2 separate regions of the Sus scrofa genome follow, and region 1 is linked to region 2. The links are chromatin contacts, called in public Hi-C maps. All regions are on one chromosome and are shown on one strand. Each heading gives the region's core, a stretch centred on a gene start, on an enhancer-like site or on the middle of the called end of the contact. The rest is flanking DNA. Distances are from core to core; before and after follow the strand shown.

Region 1 (4,732 bases), core at 1,170-3,669, 690 kb after region 2:
GGTGAAGGATCCAGCATTGCCGTGAGCTGTGGTGTAGGCCAGTGGCTGCAGCTCCAATTCAACCCCAGCCTGAGAACCTCCATATGCCGTGGGTGCAGCCCTAAAGAGAAAAAAAAAGTCTTTGGCTTTTCTTTCAAAGGAGTTCTAACATTCCCGCTTCCGTTTTTTCCTAACATTTCCCAGAGACGTGACGATGGCCGACGTGTAAGGAGCCGTCCTGGTCCGTCCTAGGGAGGACGGGGGGCCTCCTGTGTGGGCTCCCCCGAAGGGGAGAAGGTGTCCACCCTCTCCAGCCGTGGAAGGGCCCTGGCTCCTTGGAAGAGCTCCCCACGCCCTCTGCAGACGGCAGTGAGGTCTCCAGGCCAGTGGTGGCCCTGACCCGGCCCTCGTGGCCGTCCTGGGGGGGCGGCCGCCAGCGCAGCTCTTTCTCCTGGTCCCGCCGTGGCCGCGCGCCTGGCCTGCATTGCCGTCTTCTTTATCAGAAACAGCCTTCTTCCTCTTACCCTGTGCAATTCACACTTGAATTTCCTGGCTATTGTCTACACGCTGGTAGGTCCTTAGGGCACTGTTTTTTGTTTTTTTGTGGGTTTTTTTGTCTTTTGCCTTTTTTTTTTTTAGAGCTGCACCAGCAGTATATGGAGGTTCCTCGGCTAGGGGTCAAATTGGAGCTACAGCTGCCAGCCTACACCCCAGCCACAGCAACGCGGGATCCGAGCCGTGTCTGTGACCTACAACCACAGCTCATGGCAATGCTGGATCCTTAACCCACTGAGTGAGGCCAGGGATCAAACCTGCAACCTCATGGTTCCTAGTCAGATTTGTTTTCTGCTATGCCACGACAGGAACTCCTGGGTGTTTTGTTTTTGTTTTTTATAATAGAGAATGTGACTAAAGCTATTTGATCTCTTCTAAGAAAAATGTGGCTAGAGACAGGTGCAAAAAAAAATTGCAGCTAATTTTAGGTCAGAGTCCATTGAAGCTTGAATCATTCTTGAGATTAACAGGTTGAAACAAGGCGAGCAAATAAATTCCACACAACCAGGAGGAACGTTTTGCTGAGGAGTTTTGTTGGACTAACAGGTTACAGTAAACTGTTGCCTGGTTCTACCCCTAATTTACCCAGTTCCCAGTTTACCCAGGAGGTGTCGGGACCTCCCCACTGTCGGCAGCCGTGAGCAGTGTGGATCCAGTGTGGCGTGCTGAGGTGTGACCGTGGCTGCTGAGCCCGTGTGTTCTTTATTATATTACTACGCAGCATCTCCTGTGCATCAGGTGGGGTTGGCACCCTGCGGCAGTGCCTGCTGGATTTCCACCCACTGTCTGGTCCCATCTGATGACACGGGGCTTGCAGATGCCGCCGCCTGTGTGTTCCCTTTTCTGCTGCCACACCTCCTCATGACCACAGAGTTTTAGGTCTTCTTTTATGCCTCGAAATACTCTCAGGTGGGGAGACAAAAAGACCCTGGGGGCAAGCAGAACGGCTGGCTGGCTGGGGAAGTGAAGGGTTCCCACACTTTAATGGCTAAGAAAGAAACCGCTCGTAATATTCTAGCCCAATGCTTACCTGTCGGTTGGATCCTGACAGAGCTGAGGGCTTCGTGTGCTTTTAGGAAAAGTGTTGAAGCCTGTAGCGTCCGTGAATGATATATTTGTTTTTACCAAAACTCATCTTCCTAGGCTATTATCTTATACGTTGCTCCGTTTGGTTTCTTAATGTTCTTTCGTGTGAGCGGAAGGCTGCGGGGAGGCGTTCATCAGCAGAGAGAAAATTGGGCGGATAATCAGCTGCGTTCCTGGGGCTGCAGTCATGGGAGGGGCCTGACCTCCAGGGAGGCATCCTTCATGCTGGCTCATCTTCTTCCAGTGCCACCTCCGCCACGTGAAGGATGCCTGGGTTTTGTGCAACTCCCGCGCTCGCAGCGTCTCTGGGTCTTTACCGCGGTCAGAGGTTTCCGGACGGTCTCCCGTTCCTGCCCCCGAGACGCGTTCTCACTATTGTGCCTGACCGGGAACACAGCACAATGAACGTTTTCCAAAAAGGCAGAGACGTGGGAGATGCCTTTTCATGTCACAGACTTCTTAGTGTTCCTTTCAGGAAGTGGAGTCCAGCCAGGTGACAAGAATTCAAGGAAAGGAAATGGGTCCGGGAAGGGAGGGGAGCCTGGGGAGCAGGAGCCACGGAGGCGCCTGGCCCTCGCAGCCTCTGTCTCCCATCGGGTGGTACGTGGTCACTGCAGGCAAGGAGAGTCCCCAGGCTGTCCCCTGGGGTCCTGCGAAGACCAAAGCACAGGTGCGCTTCAGATACACCCAAACGACTGCGCCGGCCCGGGCTCCGAGCTCACACACGGGCTGAAGCTTGTCTGAAGCTGGTCGTGATGCTGAACAGGAGGTGAGCAGAAGGCCGCCTGTGGCCCAGGCTTCCTGGGAGGGAGCCGCTGGCTTTGCCGTCACTGGTTCTGGGAACCGCAGCCAGGAAGCTCATCACTGTGCTGCCTTTGGAAGGAGTTTCAGTGGGACGCCCTCTCCAGGTTGATCACAGCCTCCTCAGGTCCGAAGCAGGGACGCACGCCCCTCCCTGGACGGAGGCGGCTCCCCCCCCCAGCCCCACCTCTGCTGCTGCCCCGCCGGGGACCTGCGGGCTCCTGCCTCTGGGTCAGAGCTTCCTGCACTGCGCGGCCGGACCCACCAGCGTCTGTGCCCCAAACGCCTGTTTACTCCTGAACCAGTGAGCCAGTGAATGAACGAGTGAATGAAAACGAAGCGACTCACTGTGTTTCAGAGGGACATGCGCGGTCCAGAGCTGGGAGCACCTCGCAGGCCCCGCATCCCCCCTTACTGTAAACTGCACCCCAGGTCAGGCTGCAGCCTGAGCCCCCAGCGTCCTCCCCGGAGGAGGTGTGTTTGCCTCCTGCTGTTCACTTGAGGGCACCTCCCTCCCCCACGTCCTCCCGTCCCTCTCCCCTCCCCGCCCCCAGTACCGCTGCCTGGCACCCCCTATAACCTGAAGTCACCAACTTTTAACTCCGCTGAGCTGTCACTAACTTGGTTCTCACGGCAGAGCACTTCCGACGTGCTTCACACGGTCGTGGGGACCACGGCCACGTGAGACCAGATTTGTCCCACCTGCCACCCCTCCCTCTGAAGCAGCTCCCCCGCCCTTCAGAAGCTCCCCTCTGCCAGTCTGGACCCTTCAGTTCCAGGTAGTTTCCCACCTCAGGGGCGTGGAGGACCGGCCCCCATCCCCAGCTCCCCAAGTCTGGGGTCCACACTGGGTTCCACAGCCCGAGCCCCAGAAGCTCCCACTTCTGGGTCTTAGGACAGATTTCTCTCTGACCCCTTATCAGATACTTGTCGAGTCACCCTTGAGGCACAGGTGCTGTCAGAGGTGAGCCCAAGGGAGCTTCCTACCAGGGGAATGGTGATGGGCGGGCAGTGTCGCTGCCCACGTGGGGCCCCTGCCCGGTGGGGGCCATCAGAACCAGGAACAGAGCCCCTGGGACGCTGTGGCCCCACACTGCCCTGGCGGGGTTGGTGCTGGCTCCCACGGAAAGGTGGTTTGAGCCTCAGCAAGCGGCACCTGCACCCTCTCACTGGGGCCCCTCCGGGACCAGGCGCGCCCGGCATTGCAGCCTGGGCTTGTGCAAGGAGAGGGCACAGCAGCTCTCCAGGCTCAGGGAAGAGCCGTGGGCTGATTCTGTGTTTATTTACCCCCCAGCCCCCGGCCCAGTGCCTGGCTGGAGCACCTGCTGGTTTGCTTGCCAGGGGCGCTCAGTCAGTCAGTGCTTACGTGGGACAGGCCTCTCTTCAGCTGCCTTGTCAGAGGCCCGGTGACAGTCCCCACAAGCCCCCCCCCCGCCCCGTCCTGCACCTGGAGAGACCCAAGCGCACTCAGAGCCTGTCCTGTGTCCTGGAGCAGCGGGAGGCCCCGGGCCAGACCCAGCCTCTCTCCCCTCGGACCCGGTGCTTGGCTCAGCCTGTGCCTCTGACAGGTGGCCTTGGCTGCCCGGGGTCCACTGCATCTGGTCACTCGCAGGGCCCCTGCGCCCCTCCCCACCGCAGCCTCCAGCCCGGGCTCGGCCCCCTGGCTCAGGGTCTCCTCGCCTTGCCCGTCGTGCCCGGGGCTGGCCCCGGCCGTCCTGAGCTCCTCAGGCCTGGTGTCTGTCACGGCCTCACTTCACCCTCAGCATCACGCAGGCGGCATCTCTTCTGCCATGTGTCGCCTGAGCGCCTCTGGGAAAGCCGCTCTGGTTTCTGTTAGGACTAAACGCAGCCAACGTGGCAGCAGGTGGGAGCGTGCGGGGCTCTGTGGGGGTGGAGGGAGCAGAGCCTGGGGCTGGGGCTCGTTCCCCCGCCCCGCCCCGCCACCAAGCCGTCTGCTGTCACAGTGACGGGAGAGCGAGCTCTTTCCCCAGGCCCTTCTCTCTCCTCCTCTCCGGTGACACCAAACACAGACCTTTGTCCCTGAAAAGCCTCCTCAGTCCCAGAAACGGCCCCCTCCCCAGGAGCAGGCCCCTCAGGCCAGCTCGCTCCTAGAGGGCGGAGTGGATGCTGGGGGCACCTCTGCAGGGGACACCTGCACACACTGGCCTTGGGGCCGGAGGCACTAGGCCTTTCCGTGTGTCAGCTGGGCCTCTGCCGCCCCCCAGCGTCCGCCAGGGGCAGGTTGATGGGGCTGCAGGTGTCAGCAGGCTGCTGGGTGAGGGCAGGACATCGCGGGACATGGGGGCTCATG
Region 2 (4,664 bases), core at 745-3,244:
GCTCCTGTCCTCTTTCTTCGCAGAGTTTACCACACTTTCCAGTAACACAGGTTTTTACTTGTTGAACGCCTGTCCGCCACCAGTCCCTAAACTCCCCGAGGACACAACCGGATCTGTTCTTATTGTCACATCCGTAACCCTTATCACAGCAAATGACACCTAGAGGCCAGGTAGCAAATACTTGTTGGCAGAATTCGTGAGGGTTGAGTGAATGAGCAATCGTGATGATTCGGTACAGCCTAGAAAATTCCATCGTGGTTATTGCTGTTATAAGGCCTACCATCGCTGTCCTAATCTGGGTTAGCGTCAGGGATCACTGACAAGTGATACGCTCCGAGCTGGCCGGCCAACAGCACCTCTTCTTACGTATCGGTGATGCTTCTCTACCAAAGGCATCGGTTCTTCCTGTGCCAAGTTCATTTCTAGTTTGCACACGACAGTTTTCTAGCGGGATCAGGGACACATTTTGTATTCCGCTAGGTTTCAGCTAAGAATATTTTCCATCTCCAGTCAGTTTGATTTTCCCAGCTCCGCTGGATGCTAAGAACCATGTTTAAGATGAGTCTCCGCGTTAATCATAAATATGCATCAGCTTCCAACCCTGTGCCAGCGCACGCGCCCAGCCCCTCCGGCTCGCCACCCCGGAGCCCTGCAGCCCTTCCCAACCCCTCTCCCCTCCTTTCAACTGCCCCTCGGCAACACAGACACACACACACACACACACACACACACACACGGTCTGTCCTTTCCACTGGTCAGCCCCACGGGACACAAGCAATGCAAAATCGTGGGGAGGGGGAAAGTGGTCAATGAGTGCACAGAAACAAACAGAAATCGGAAACTCCACGAGCTAAAGAGACCCCCCGGCTGGCATCTGGAGACTAACGCAGACTCTCAGGGGTCGCTCAGGCTTGCAGTTGGGGATGAAGGTGGAAACCAGGATGTTTCTTTCTCCTCTTCCCAAATCACAAGGACTCTGCTCACTCCGGGCGGACTCGGGTTGGTCGGGAGAGTGGAACCCGGGGCTGGTGGTCAGGCTGGTTGGGAGCTGATCGGAGCAGGACCACAGGACGAAGGCTGGGCACCCTCGGGCAGGCTGCAGGCGGCGTCTGGGAGATGCTCCCCCGAGATGTTCCCGCCGATGTGCTATGCTGTGCTGTGATGATTCCACCTCCCTTCCCATCCGTGGCAGCTGGCCTTGCTTTAAACTGTGGTTCCCAGCCTTGGCTTCCCTTTGGAATCCTCTGGGGAGATCTGGAAGCTTCCAGAAGGACAAATCTAGGAGGCACCCAGACCAATTAAATCAGGGTCTTCTTGGACCCCGAGATGAGTAGATGCAGGCATGGCTGACGCCCCCTGGAAAGGGTCCAACGAGAAGCAGGATGAAAGAGGCAACGCTCCAAACCAGAACCACCCAGAACACCACTGTTTGAAGGGCTTTGTTCTAGGGGAAAAGGGCACACATTCGATCCCACTCTCCTCCTCTCAGAAGACACTCTGCTTTATGGAAGTGAATGTAGCGTCAGTTATGGAACTCCGCACAGAAATGTTCGGTTTTCCTGCTTGGGTTTACAGCATCTCTTATTCCTCCAGCTATAATTTTATATGAGGCCTTGCTGGCATTTGCAGAGTAAAACATTACATGTAGTTTCCAGTGCAAAAGGTGTAGAAAGTTTTGCAAAACTCTGGAAGGGGAGAGAGCAAAAGGTTTATCTTCGGGTCATCACATTTTTATTTGATTTTTTTCCTCCTTTATACCGGTTGCTGTTACTTTAAAAGTCTTCTGGCATTTAACTGGCAATAAACAGGGCAAAACAAACTGTTCCTTCTTTTAGATTGTGCAATTTTTTATGGCTCTGTTTTAGAGTCACCAAATATGCCTTTTAGAAAAAAAATGCTTGTTTAACCACCTTCTGTTTGTATAGCAGTAGGGCTATTCGCCGACAAACCTCAGGGGTGAGGCAGTGTTTTCGGTGGAACTCAAGTTTCTCAAAGGTACTTAGAAACAACCTGACGTTAAGTGGCAGTGATGCTACGAGTCCCTCAGGCAGGAGAGTGCATGTCGCTGAACCAAGGATGGGCTGAGCTCATTTTGAGCCCAGTTGTCATGCCCAGATGTTTAAAGCAAGTGGGGTAGTCAGCAGGATCACAGCTGGAACCGAAGGAATCAGTGTGGGATAATCTGCTGACACGACAGTCTGGAAGCCAGTGGCCAGAGTGAATGTTTCCACGATACATCAGCGAGCACATTTGTGACCCCAGAGGCAGTGCCGGCAGGGAGGGTGAGTTCTATCTTGGCCGACACGGTGCCGTGCTTCAGGTTTTCCCATCTTTGATACATTTCCACATCGACCTAAAAACTTTAGGGTCCTGAGTTAGCAGCAAGGGGGGGAGTTGCACTGCAACCCAGTCTTCAGGCAGGAAAAGGAAAAAAAAAAAAGTAGGATTTCAGAGCAGCAAGTACTTTAACATTTAAAGACAAAATGTGAAGAATTTGGAGAATTCGTATGCTTCTCCAGACACATACATTTTGTTTTTTTGCAATAGGTTTTGCTGCCTCCAAGGCAAGTAGAGCAATAACCTCTGCCATCAAATAGCTTTTTGTTTGTTTTTCATCATTGCCTTTATTTATTTATTTACTTTGGTGTGGTCATAGCAGCAACCTAAAATGAAAAGGCAATTATTGCCTGCTTAGAACGAGATTCCAACCCCAGAAACCCTCCTTCCAGAGTTTGTGTCTCCTGTGTGTTATTACACAACACGATTAGAATTCTTCTTCTCTAACGTTGCTGTATCTCGCTGCCACCTTCATCCGAACATCATCATCATCTGAATAGTATTTAATTTTATGGCACATTTCCTTCCGACTGGATCCTTTGCTAAGTACATTATCCGTGCTGTTTATTTAGTACAGCATTAGGAAGCCTGTATGGTGTTATTGTACCGTTTTGCCATCAAGAATTGTAGACAGCTTAAGTAACAGCCAAATACTGCACAGCTAGAAAGCAGAGCCCACCTCTCCTGTTTTAAAAATCCCCTAATATAATGTGAAAACCTGTCAATTTCTCCCTGTAGCTTTGGCAGTGTTTTCTCTCACGACTTTGTTGTTGGATGTATACCTAAGTTTAGTTATAATTTCCTTGGGAAAGGGAAGCATTTCAGATACACAACAATTACTGTCTATCTTTAGGATGCTTTTCTGCCTCTGAGCTTCTTCTGTCCGGTGAGATAGTATTACTCTAGCTTTCTTTTATTAAATATCCCGTCTGGAGGGTGCGTTTGTGTGTGCATTTAAAGTAAATGCAAAAAACCAGAATACACGCATATACACACATATGTATGTATGTACACATATATGTATCTAGCAGTATATAGATACATGTGTATATATAAACGTTTATATATATGTATATATATAAATGTTTATATATACGTATATATATCCATTGCAAAGATTTTAGTGCCCAAGTTTTCTAAATTCTCATAATTTCGATGTGTCTCTTGTAAATGGCGGTGAACTCAGAGTGTCTACACCAGCTGAAATACGTACATTTGAATTAGGAAGTCGGGCCCGCTGGTGTTGCTTGATGCCCTGGAGAGGGCTAACTGGTGCGCTCAGCATCCTTGTCCACTGCTTCCCTGACTCGTGGTGCCTCTCATCCTCTCACGGAGCTGAGGGAGACGGAGCCCAGGGGACAGGATGCGAGCCGAGGAGCACGGGCGACTCCAGGGAGCGGGGCCGAGGCCTCAGGAAGAGGCCACGGTCTCCCCTGCCGCCCCCTTTTCCTGCCGACTCCCAAATCCTGATAGATCCACGGGCACCTGGGAGCCGGAGGAGAGGAGGACAGAGCCGCGTCGGCCCTGCCCAGGCCCCCAGGGCCGTGAGGACAGAGAGGCGGACCCCACATCTTCGGGGGAGAGGCTCTGCCAGGACGTCACTTCCCTCTCATCTTGTGCTGTTGTGTTTTTCCCACTCAAACCACACTTCTTTCTTCACTTTTCCTCTTTCTTGAATTCTTTCGAATCTGTTGAGGTTTTATTCTCACACCATTTCAAAATTACCACGTTTAATGTGTAAGCCCTATTTCTGTCATTTTGATGTTCTTATATGGTTTTCATAAGGAAATGGAAGTGTAGTCAGTGTCTTTTCCCTCTTCTAGTACAAGACCAAGGTTTGGGAACAATGTCTGTCTGTAACCTTTTGGTCCAGTATTTTAAGTTAAACTTTTAAAATGCTAGAAATCAAAAGTTTCCTTCGTTTAGGTTCAGTTTGTGACAAGTGCTTTGCTTTTGTCTTTTACACTCATCATTGAAAAATAATTTTACTGAGGATACAACTGGCTTGATTGTTGTTATTTTTTTCTGCAAATATGAAATAACTTTAATCTGTTTCAGCTTTCCATCTTTGCGGCTGGTTAATAACACTAGTCTGACTGTCATTCCTCTGAAGGGAACCTGGCTTTGCTTGGTGAGAGGTTTCAGGAACTTCTCTTTGTTTGAAATTTCCTTATTTATTTTATTTTTATTTTTTGCTTTGAAGAGCCACGCCCGTGGCACATGGAAATTCCTGGGCTAGGGGTTGAATCAGAGCTGCAGCTGCCAGCCTCCACCACAGCCACAGCAACGCAAGGGATTCCAGCTGCGTCTGCGACCTACACCACAGC

Evidence for each region. A called contact is a pair of places that touch in the nucleus more often than the background predicts.
Region 1: a contact with region 2 is called in a Hi-C map of subcutaneous adipose tissue, with 1.8 times the contacts expected there. The contact joins two enhancer-like sites. A contact is called at or near these places in 3 of 47 Hi-C or Micro-C datasets (embryonic fibroblasts, skeletal muscle and subcutaneous adipose tissue) and 1 of 2 datasets of contacts at active chromatin or transcription factors (skeletal muscle).

What each region holds. Positions count from the first base shown.
Region 1 is chr10:66,974,287-66,979,018 of Sscrofa11.1, forward strand. It overlaps LOC102159132 (a long non-coding RNA gene), which reads left to right. Exons shown (of 4, transcript XR_002336446.1): 4 at 1,865-2,743. Among named protein-coding and RNA genes, the nearest start is that of PITRM1, 20 kb to the right of the region's middle. Within about 2 kb of position 2,420, at least 4 of the 83 cell types and tissues checked have an H3K27ac peak or open chromatin away from gene starts, as enhancers often do. A contact at or near this core is called in subcutaneous adipose tissue, where this site is marked.
Region 2 is chr10:66,282,612-66,287,275 of Sscrofa11.1, forward strand. The region is part of intron 2 of LOC110255728 (a long non-coding RNA gene); the gene reads left to right. Among named protein-coding and RNA genes, the nearest start is that of KLF6, 200 kb to the right of the region's middle. Within about 2 kb of position 1,995, at least 24 of the 83 cell types and tissues checked have an H3K27ac peak or open chromatin away from gene starts, as enhancers often do. A contact at or near this core is called in subcutaneous adipose tissue, where this site is marked.